2 separate regions of the Mus musculus genome follow, and region 2 is linked to region 1. The links are chromatin contacts, called in public HiChIP or PLAC-seq maps. All regions are on one chromosome and are shown on one strand. The core of a region is the stretch at or near the end of the contact, and the rest is flanking DNA. Distances in the headings are between cores, read along the strand shown. Region 1 holds the start of Olig3 (oligodendrocyte transcription factor 3). Region 2 holds the start of E030030I06Rik (RIKEN cDNA E030030I06 gene).

The links. HiChIP or PLAC-seq counts read pairs in DNA pulled down with a chosen protein or histone mark.
Region 2: an H3K4me3 HiChIP or PLAC-seq map of embryonic forebrain shows a contact between it and region 1, with 14 times the contacts expected there. The contact joins the promoter of E030030I06Rik here to the promoter of Olig3 in region 1. A contact is called at or near these places in 2 of 39 promoter capture datasets (cranial neural crest and hippocampal neurons) and 2 of 115 datasets of contacts at active chromatin or transcription factors (astrocytes and embryonic forebrain).

What each region holds. Positions count from the first base shown.
Region 1 is chr10:19,355,059-19,357,886 of GRCm38.p6, forward strand. It overlaps Olig3 (oligodendrocyte transcription factor 3), which reads left to right and starts at 1,481. Exons shown (of 1, transcript NM_053008.3): 1 at 1,481-2,828. The coding sequence starts at 1,571. The coding sequence ends at 2,392.
Region 2 is chr10:22,147,648-22,150,578 of GRCm38.p6, forward strand. It overlaps E030030I06Rik (RIKEN cDNA E030030I06 gene), which reads right to left and starts at 1,623. Exons shown (of 2, transcript NM_001254745.1): 1 at 842-1,623. The coding sequence starts at 1,365.

The sequences.
Region 1 (2,828 bases), core at 231-2,730:
CCTTGCCCAAGACTACTTTCTTTCTAGGGATTTCTGTGTTCCTGCCTCTGGTGCTAAAGAGCAATTTTTGATTGACAAAAACATCGAAAAGGAATGGGGGCGGGAGCAGGGATGTCTGTGCCCAGTTATGAACTTGCATCTATGGAACACAGCAAACTCCAGGTCTGTTTATCCTCAGAGCCACGGCTTTGTAACAAGCCCGCAGACAGGTATCTCCAGGTCCTGTGCACACACATACACACACACATGCACACGCACACACACCACACACTTGATTTTACCCTGAACTCCCGCTCTGCTCAGCTGCCGCTCCAGGTGGTCTGGTGCTAAACTCTGGATGCTCTCAGCTTTCACCCTGAGGCCAAAGACTGCCTTCATCCCATCCCAACACACAGTGGAACTTGAGGCGAAGAAGGCAGTTAGCTACCCCATTTGGGAAGCTGGAACCCCAAAGATCTGTACCGAGCTCTTGAGATTCGTTTCAATCCCTAACTCTCCCATTTTTCTTCACCCTTTTCTCTCCCCAAATTTTCTTCCTAAATTGATTTTCATATAACATTGGGGGTTTTGTCTCTCCTCCCTCAGTTCTATAGCTAAGAAGTTAAAGAAATGTACAAAACCAAAATTATTTCAATTCGCTATTTTTAACGCAAAAGAAGACTTCTCCACAGTAGCATCAAAGGCAAAAACGCATTGCCAAATGGGCACATGTTTTTTTTTTTTTTTTAATTTACCGGAAAGGGCAAATAAACAAAATTAACTGAATTTAGAGAAAATGTACCAGTGAATAACAACTTCAGTCAGCAAAGTCTCCAAGTCTCCCTGGTTGAACCTGCCCCGTTTTGGCTCCGGTATCCGGCTTTCTATTGAGACCTTGTTTTGCCCACATTTCTGTAAACTAGATAGAGAACAACCCATATCTTCTAAGTCCAAAGTAACGTCGTAGGCTGATCTTCCAGGCAACTTCTGTTCCTTCCCTTCATTTTAAGTGTAAGATTTGGTTAAAAGAAATAGAATGAGGGGAGTGGCACAGAAGAAAGTTTTTAAAGAACAAAACAACAACAAAAACAAGAAGTCCAGTGCATCCGCGGTGAGTGTGTCAATCAAAGGGTTTTGTGCCTGGGGGCTCCTTGTGGTTCCAAGCAGAGGTGTCCCAGGGCGGCCCCACAATGAATATGAATAGGAATCCTTGCTAACTGGGACAGCAAAGCGCACCGCCCTGAATGATGATGGCACGTCATCTTAACCAGCCCAGGATAGATAGGAGGGCTCCTTTTGTCTCTTTTCTCCACTGCAGCGCTATAAAAGCCCCTCTTTTACTGCAAGAGGTTAGTTCAGGCACACACCAATGTGCAGTGCAGGAAACAGCTAAACCAGAGATAGCGAAGCAAGCCAGGAGAGAGAGAGAGGCGGGGCAAGGCAGGGCCTTGACTTTTCTTCTCTGGTTTTACAACTGGGGAAGTGGGTTCCTGGACCTTGCTTTTTTTTTTTTTTTTTTTTTAATTCAAGATTCTCTTTAATTTCCTGCCTAAAGGCTCCTCAACCATAAGGCCGCATCTCTTGTAATAAAATGAATTCTGATTCGAGCTCTGTCTCCAGCAGAGCGTCATCTCCGGACATGGATGAGATGTACCTAAGAGACCACCACCACCGCCACCACCACCACCATCAGGAGAGTCGTCTGAACTCGGTCTCCTCCACACAGGGCGATATGGTCCAGAAGATGCCAGGGGAAAGCCTCTCGAGGGCAGGCGCCAAGGCTGCAGGAGAAAGCAGCAAGTACAAAATCAAGAAGCAGCTGTCGGAGCAGGATCTTCAGCAGTTGCGGCTGAAGATCAACGGACGCGAACGCAAGAGGATGCACGACCTGAACCTCGCCATGGATGGTCTGCGCGAGGTCATGCCCTACGCTCACGGGCCCTCGGTGCGCAAGCTCTCCAAGATCGCCACTCTGCTTCTGGCCAGAAACTACATCCTCATGCTCACCAGCTCCCTGGAGGAGATGAAGAGGTTGGTTGGAGAGATCTACGGGGGACACCACTCGGCCTTCCACTGTGGGACTGTGGGGCATTCGGCCGGCCACCCGGCACACGCAGCCAACGCTGTGCACCCGGTGCACCCTATCCTGGGCGGCGCGCTCTCCTCTGGCAATGCCTCGTCCCCTCTGTCCGCGACCTCCCTGCCGACCATTGGCACCATCCGTCCTCCCCACTCACTGCTCAAGGCGCCCTCCACGCCGCCCGCGCTACAATTGGGCAGCGGCTTCCAGCACTGGGCGGGGCTGCCCTGTCCCTGCACCATCTGCCAGATGCCACCACCGCCGCACCTGTCCGCTCTCTCCACCGCCAACATGGCCCGGCTTTCGGCTGAATCCAAGGACTTGCTCAAGTGAGCCACGGGCTGGCCCGGCCGGGAGGAGGAAGGGAGAGCTGAGGCAGGGGTCGCAGTGCCGGGCCAGGAGGGAAAGGGAGACTGCTCGGCCTGCGGGAGGGTGGGCGCGCGGCCCCAGGCCTCGCCAGCGCCCTACAGATCCAGATTCCAGTTGACCCACCCCAGCGGGGCGTGCCAAAACCAAACTGGAATACCTAGGTGTTAGCGAAGGGGACTGGAACCCGAAGTCCTGTTTTGCATGCATGCTTCTTTCCCTCATGCCACGCCAGTATTTCTCACTGTGGTATGCTCTTGTCAAAACTGCATTTGTTGTTTAACGATGGGATCAGTGGAGTTTAAAACTTGCAAAGGAACTTTGGAGTTGGCTCTTTCTGGCTGTGTTCTTATCTTGGAGGAAAGATGGCTATCCCTTTTGTGCAAAGCAAATGTAAATATTT
Region 2 (2,931 bases), core at 373-2,872, 2.8 Mb after region 1:
CCTCTAGGGTAGTGAGTGACTCAAAGCCAGCAAGCAACTTTCAGGATCACAGACCTCTCTGAAGTGCAAGACACAGACAGACAGACAGACAGACACACAGATGGTAATCCACTTTTAGTAAAACCTGACTTTCTAGAAGACTCATTCTCCCTCGTCTCATTATCTTTTGCTGTTGCACCCCATGTACCCTTGCCACCCAACTAAAGCATAGGCACAATGGGGGCCTTTATTTACATTGGCTTTTTACTTATTTATGTAGTAATTAAAATTAAAATGTAGTAAAAAAAAGTAAAAATGTACTTATAAGTCTAACTATATTGGAGCCGGGCGTGGTGGCGCACGCCTTTAATCCCAGCACTTGGTAGGCAGAGGCAGGCGGATTTCTGAATTCTAGGCCAGCCTGGTCTACAGAGTAAGTTCCAGGACAGCCAGGGATACACAGAGAAACCCTGTCTCGAAAAACAACAACAAACAAACAAACAAACAAAAAACCAAAAAAAAAAAAAAAAACCCCAAAAAACCAAAAGACAAACAAACAGAAAAAAAAAAAAAACCAAAAAACAAAACTAACACCCAGCCCAGGAAGATTCTGTAGACTGAGTCCTAGAGGGCTTGGGGTTGTCTGGTTTTGTCCCTAAAAGACACCCAAAGCCCCCAGACCCCTTGGGGCACGCAGAGCGGTGTGGGAGGGGGAGGGGAGCCACCGCAGGTCTCTTTTTCTGCCTGTCTAGCAGGGTCACCGGTTTTATCTGAGGAAACTCAACTCTTAACTTTAGTTGGGCAACCAGCCGCCCCTTGCCCAGCACATTCCCGGACCCCATAGCCAGGGCTCCAGGCTCACCTGACCACGTAGGGTTGCTCTAAGGTCTCCAGGTGCCTCAGCACCGCCACCTCACGGACGGTGGAGAGCCGCAAGTCCTCCTCACTGGTCTGTACTCGCTGGCGCTTCGGAATCAGGAAGCGGCCGCCATTCTTCAGGTCGGGGGCCTTCGCCGATCTCTGCCAAGCACTCGTACTCTGATCGGCGCCACCCAGGCTGTCCTTCTCCTTGCTGGCTGCAGGCTGTCGGTGCGGCACAGAGGAACCGGGGTGCGTACTCTCTGACTTACACGCCTCGGGGGCCCCCGGGCTAGACGGACCGACCTTCTCGCCCGCGGGCGCAAGCCGGGCGCAGCCGCGAAACTCCGCCCAGCTGAGTCTCCGCGCCCTGCCGCCGCCGCCGGAGATCCCTCCTCTTCCCCCTCCGCAGCGATTACGTAGTCTGCCCACAATCTCTGCACCTAGGAGGAGGAGACCGGAGGACAAGGAGAAAGTGTGATCAGACTGCCCGGGAGACTTCCATCGGGTTCCACCAGCTCCCCTCATTCTCCCCTCTACTCGCCCTGGCTGCCTAATCCGGCCAGGTTTCTCGGAGAAAAACCAAGTTACTTTTCTTCCCCAGCACGGCTCGTGCTGTCTTTGAAAGGAAGAGGTTGCTGGGGCCCCTTGGGGATGAGCGCCGAGCGGGACGCAGCGGGACAAGAGGGGGCGTGCGGAGCAGCCCAGAGTGTGCCCGGAGTGCGGGGGAGGGGGGCGCCGGGCGCATCAGTGTCACGGCTCAATATTTATACCTATATCGTTGTTCTCAGCTGCCCTCCCTGACTCGTCGCGCGGAGTACGGGGCGACCTGGGGGAGTTCGGAACTGGCGTGAAAGCACCGGGGGTTCACCCATGTGGGGTCGCAGAGCGGGGTTGGGGCTCCTAGGACCCTGTAACCCAATGCTGCGAGTATGCGAGTAGGGGTGGTCAGACATCTGCTCGGAGATTGCTTCCTTTCTACTTTCAGTTTTTCTACAGGGAGACATTTGAAAGAGACTCGCTCTCACAAACGGTCTTTGGGGTATGGCAAGCTTAGCGGGAGACGAAATTCTGCCTCCGAATCGCCGAGGACCTCCCTTGTGGAAACTCAGGGAGGACAGACCATCTGGTAGGGGAGGGCTGGGGCTACTAGAGGTGGGAGAGCAAGGGGCCCTGGAAGGGGAGAAGTGTCCTGCTCCCTTTCCCGCGCGCGCGCGTGCACACACACACACACACACACACACACACAAAGATCGCAAGGGTATGGGAAAGGCAGGTCCGTCACACTTTTGCTTGTCCTGTCCTGAAAAGTAACTTCGGGACTTTGCTAGCTAACCGGGACTGGTCCTTAAGTTTTCAACCCGTGCAAAAGCAACCGCCCTTACGACGGTGGGGGTGGGGGCAGTAAACGTAGGTCTCCCGGGTGTGAGAAGGGTTAGGTCTCCCTTGTATCGCGACTTCAGAACCCCCGCCCGGTATCCTTGGCGGCTGAATGTTGGTAGCCAAGACAGTCGCTCTGTTCTCCAAAGGCTGGAGGCTAGGTCCCAGGCGCGGTCGGGCGTCCCATCCCCGTTCTGTTGTTTAGGGAAGACCGAGTGAGCCTTCCCGTCCCACCGCGGCCTTAGTCTGGTCTGGACCTTGTTCCACTACAGCCGCGTATCCGGAAAGGTCCCCATGCGTTTACCTGCCCCGCACCCCTCCTCCCCCGCTCGCTCTTCCGCCTGGAATTAAAGAACACATGGCGCGACCCCCACTGGGTGCGAGCATAGCACCACCTGGACAAGGCAGGGACACCCCAGGCTCCTTTGAAAGCTTTCCTAAAAAGCTGCATAAAGGACCCTCCAGGCCTCTCCCGGGGGTCGAGGGCCACATAGGTAGCGGGAGCAATGGCCTTGGCGCCCCTGTCCAGCCCAGGCTCCCGGAGGGGGCAGCACACGCACACCCAGACCGGAGCGGCGGTCCCTAGCCCCCTCTCCTCCTCCACTTTTGTTGTTGTTGTTGTTGCTTTACCACGCTGGCTAAATGTGACTTGACCCCATTTCAAAAAAGTTTGACATAGTGCTTCAACCTTTCTGCACTCCTCCGCGACTACAA